Linked DNA regions of Arachis hypogaea: region 2 is linked to region 1. The links are chromatin contacts, called in public Hi-C maps. All regions are on one chromosome and are shown on one strand. The core of a region is the stretch at or near the end of the contact, and the rest is flanking DNA. Distances in the headings are between cores, read along the strand shown.

Region 1 (2,640 bases), core at 39-2,538:
TTCTAGCATAAAAAAAAGAGCATGGGAACAACAATTTTATTCTGAGTTGCAGAGAGCATGAACCTCAGTTTTCACAACAAATTCAACTATGATAATTTCAGCAACAAAAGATTTAGCTCAAAAGATGATTTACAGATTTACAGCAACAAAAAATTTAGCTAAGTGATTACTTCAGCAAGACAACAACAGATTCAAGCTTCAGTGATGATAATCAGTAACAAATTCAACTCAGCGATGATTTTAAGCTACAAAAAAATTAGTTCAGTGATATTTTCAGCAACAAATTCAACTTTTAGCAACAAAATCAAGGTGCAGTGATGAATTACATCAACAAAAAATTTAGCTAGGTAATTTTTTCAACAAGACAGCAACAGATTCAAGGAACAAAAAAATTAGCTCCGTGATATTTTCAGCCACAAATTAAACTTTCAGCAACAAAATCAAGGTTTACATCAACAAAAAATTTAGCTGGGTGATTTTTTCAACAAGACAGCATCATATTCAAGGTTCAGTGATGATAATCAGTAAACAATTCAACTCAGTGATATTTTCAGCAACAAATTCAACTTTCAGCAACAAAATAAAGGTGCAGAGATGATTTACAGCAAAAAAAATTGAGCAAGAAAGAACAGGGAATTTGATAGAACTCACCAAATCGGGGACCAGCTGCTGACGGCGAGGCTCGAAGCAAGAAGAAGACGACGACCACTAGCCCCGGGACGTGCTGCTTCTGCCGCCGGCGACGACAATCGTAGGGAAGGCGCGGGACTGAGTGCGAGACGGTGACGAGGCAAAGAGCGACAACGACGACCAGCCCCGGCACCTGATGCTTCTGCCGCCGGCGACGACGAGCGCCGGGAAGGCGCGCGCTGACGGCAAGACAGTGACGAGACAGAGAGCGAACGACGAGCTTGAGTGAGAGACCGGACACGAGAGAACTTGAGTGCGAGGGCGACGGTGACTCAGTGAGAGAGATAAGAAAGCTTCAGCTTAGTAAGAGAGTGACGAGACTAAGACACTGAGGAGTGCCCTGGTGGGTGCAAGAGGAAGAGGAAGGAGACGTTCACTGAGCAGATTTGGATTTTGGCTTTCCTTTACTAGAAAACGACGTCATTTTTTCTTCTAAAAACAAATTAAGCATAACTCGGACCGGTCGGACCGGGTTATGAAAACCAACCGGATCACCAGTTTTTCTTAAACACGAACGACCCAAGTCGATTTTTTGTGGGTCTGATGCTTAAGCAGTTTAAAAGATGGCACGACTCGGCCGAATAACTAAGTTTTCAGTTGAACTGACCAAGTCAAGTCGAATCTAATAATTATGATTGCAGCGGATGCTCTAATTCCCCTAATCCACATTTTCAATTTCTAGTTCAACTACATCGAACCGGTTATATATAGTTGTTAGTTATATATATACAAGAAGGTAAATTATATGATAAAGATGTAAGTTTATAGATTTTTTTTAATAGAATAAAAGAGAGATTAATAAAGGTAGGACCTATATTTTGAATAATAATAAAATAATAAAAAATAACTATAAAAAAAATTATATTCTCTCTCTATACCACTCATATCTGTACACTAGAGTGTCCCCTATAATAATATATAATGGTAATATATAGATTTAGTGTCCAAAATTTTTTTTCAGTATTTTCCTTTCTAATTAACTTTTTTATTTAATGTCAGTTATTCATCTCTAAAAAATTTTCGTTGCTCCACTTGGCTACTTTTTTACTTGTTATCTTTCGCCTCTTACCCATTTTTTCTCTTTTCATCTCATCTCTTTTTTTTTTATCAAAGATAGGAGACTCAAACCCGCAATCTCTTAAATGAATATGAGAAAATTATGCCATTTAAACTATTACTCATTGGCTTCTCATCTCATCTCTTATTAATATTATTGAATACATTAATAGATTTTAAAAATATGTTAATCTCATACCAATAATAGATTTGCTTTTAAACATTCAAATACTCATAATAATAGTAAAATTGGTCTAAATTTAAGTAATAGATAAAACTGTGATAATATTAATGGGTATAAATTATCATTTTTTAAAAGCTTTAATTCATACTTAGTAAACTTTCAATTATTTCTAATATACTAAGTTACATATATGATATATCTATAATACAGTGTATTATTATTGTTAATTATTCACTTAAAAAATTTACACTATTAATTTAATATTTAAATTTTTTATTATGGTACTATTTTGATGTACTCTAAATTTTTATTATGTATTTATAATTTTGATAACAATCATTCTTAAAAGAAATATTAATCTTATTTTTTAATTTTTAGTTTGTTCAAACAATATTAAATCATTTATATTAAAAGATTTAGGTAATTCAAAAAATATTATTTATACGTTAAAAATCTATTTTTAAATATTTAAGTATTAGAATTGGTCCAAATAATATACTAAATGATAATAACTGTTCATACCCTAACCCAACGATAAGGCCCAGCCCAAAAGGGTTGAGCTTTGCCTTGTACCGACCTCCTCCCTACGAAGTCGGTTCTTACCACGACTAGCCCTAAAGAAGTCGGGGACGAAGATTAGCTGGTAGATAATCACTCATTCAAATGAGTAACTGCCCCTAAAATCTCTCTACCCACTTTCAAGAGCCATA
Region 2 (2,640 bases), core at 72-2,571, 330 kb after region 1:
TATTTTTAATTTTTAAATTATTTTATTTAAGTCTTTAATATTTAAAATAATTTTAAAATTATCTTGTCAGTAATGATATATTAACAAAATTAAAGATAGAACAATCAATTTTAGAACACATTTATTTTTAAAACAAATTTAAATACACAAATTTTATGAACTTAATTTTAATATATAAAATAAAATATGTTTAATATAATTTTGCTGTATTAGCAACAAGACAAATAATAATATGTAAATATATAATTGTTTTGAGAATTTTAAAATATATAAATTTTAAATTTATTTTATGAATTTAATTTTAATATATTAATAGTATAAAATATTTTATATTGTCGTCTAATTATATTATTTTTAAATAATAATCTACATAATAAATATAAAAAATATTTATTTTTATTAAAACATGTTAAATGTGTAAAATTCCTAAATTTAATCATTCCCATAAATAACAAACAAGAAGGAGTAATAAATTTGCTTTACATTTATCCTCAAATTTGTACTCACTTGTTAAACCACCTCTTTTTAATCTTTAAAAACCGAAAACAGAAAAAAAAACATGATATTTATATAATTATATATATTATTCATTTTTATAATATTAACGATAAATTATTAAAGTTATTTACTGTTTTATTTTATTTTTTATCAACATTTTAAATACTCAAAACAAAAATATCAAAAAGAGTCAATAGATTATTTGTACAATGTGTATAATGAGTTATTGAGTTATAAAATAAACATCACACATACATCTTTTCAAAACCTTGAGCTGATTTTGGGATTCACCAAGAAATGAATTTTTGACTTTTTGAATCTAGAGCTCTAATACCATGTCATGATACCACTCATCCTAAAAATTTCACCAGATGAAAAACAATATCACTAATGGTTATATCTCTAATACTCTCTAAATCTCCATTATTTCCCAAAAAAAACACGAAAATAATGTAGATAATTTTACAGACAAAAATAGGAACACAATGGGGCCCACGGCCCACATCTCTTGATCCTTTCCAAGTTTTTTTCCGTCTTTCTTTTCCCATGCAAAATAACACCAAACCCACTTCGCCCATCTTCTCATTTTTCCTTGATATTCACCAGTCACAATAAAAAAAAGAAAAGTATACGTTACCAAGAGAGAGTCTGCCAACTATTATCAACACGTGATAAATTAAGATTAAACCATGATTAACTTAGATGTGGCTTTATTTAATAGATAGACTTCATGTTCAGCCCAATTCAAATTAGCAGATTTTGACAGATAAAAAGTTGGTAGCTTAGCACTACTATAAAAAAAAAAGTAAAAAATTCTACTCTTGTTCTTCCTCCGACGACACTAACCAACAAATTAACCAGTTATAGTTACTCATAATGTAATGCTTCCTTTCAGTTTCATGACCACCTTCCTCCTCTTGTTCTTTTGTTCACAACCAGCTCTCTCACTAAACCATGAAGGCCTCCTTCTACTCCAATTCAAGAACCACCTAACCGACCTTGACAACTCACTCTCTTCATGGAACCCTTCAGACACAAGTCACACAACCCCGTGCCATTGGTGGGGTGTCACGTGCCGCAACGCCACCACAACTCCCGTAACCATCACCGTCACTCCCCTCTGCACTCTCAACGGCTCACTCCTAGCCATCCCCCTCTGCCCGCACTCACCACCCTCTCCATCCCCGGCAACTTCATCTCCGACACCATTCCTCAATCCCTCTCTGCCTGCCGCCGTCTCCGACACCTCGACCTCTCCCAAAACACTCTCGTTGGAACCATTCCCTCCTCACCGCCCTCCGCCACCTCGACCTCTCCTTCAACAACCTCTCCGGCGACATTCTCGCTCAACTCAGCCAAACTCTTCACCGCCTCGTGTTACTTGACTTAGTCAACAACTTCCTCAGCAGACCATTCCCGAACTCGTTAACTAACATGACGTCACTCAAGGTCCTTCATTTAGCATACAACTCCTTTGCGCCGAGTCAGCTCCCAAGTCAACTCAACTCGCCAACCTCAAAGAACTCTGGCACTCGGGTTGCAACCTCATAGGTCCAATCCCGAATTCCATTGGAAACCTCAGGCGCCTCGAGAATCTCGACCTCTCAAAGAACAAATTCACCGGAGAGATACCAGAATCGTTATCGGGGTTGAATAGCGTGTTCCAGATTGAATTATATGAAAACGCGCTCACCGGCGCGTTGCCGAGGGGTTTGTTTAGAAACGAACTCGTTGGGAGCTTGCCGAGTGAACTCGGTAGTAACTCGCTGTTACAGATCATCGACGTCTCTTTTAACCGTTTTTCCGGCGAGTTGCCGGCGGGTTTGTGCCGGTGGGGAAAGTTGGAGGAGTTGCTCATGTTGTTCAATTTTTTTTCCTGGAAAATTCCGGAGAGCCTCGGAAATTGCACGAGCCTGAGGAGGGTTAGAATTGGGAACAATAACTTGTCTGGAAAGGTACATGATGCACTTTGGGGTTTGCCTCATTTGCATTTAATCGAGCTTAATTCTAATACATTGTCTGGTTCAGTTTCAAATTTGGTATCCCTTGCTTATAATCTGTCTGATTTGAGGATTTCGCATAACCAGTTGGGTTGATCCTGATGAAATTGGATCATTGAATAACCTTTTGGAGTTTCATGGT

What was found. A called contact is a pair of places that touch in the nucleus more often than the background predicts.
Region 2: a contact with region 1 is called in a Hi-C map of leaf, with 4 times the contacts expected there. The contact joins the promoter of LOC112796601 here to the promoter of LOC112796599 in region 1. A contact is called at or near these places in 2 of 8 Hi-C or Micro-C datasets (leaf and an unstated tissue).

The regions. Positions count from the first base shown.
Region 1 is chr4:30,122,251-30,124,890 of arahy.Tifrunner.gnm2.J5K5, forward strand. LOC112796599 (pentatricopeptide repeat-containing protein At5g67570, chloroplastic) reads right to left here and starts at 1,289. Exons shown (of 11, transcript XM_025839134.3): 1 at 652-1,289.
Region 2 is chr4:30,450,950-30,453,589 of arahy.Tifrunner.gnm2.J5K5, forward strand. It overlaps LOC112796601 (receptor-like protein kinase HSL1), which reads left to right and starts at 1,322. Exons shown (of 2, transcript XM_072235476.1): 1 at 1,322-2,640.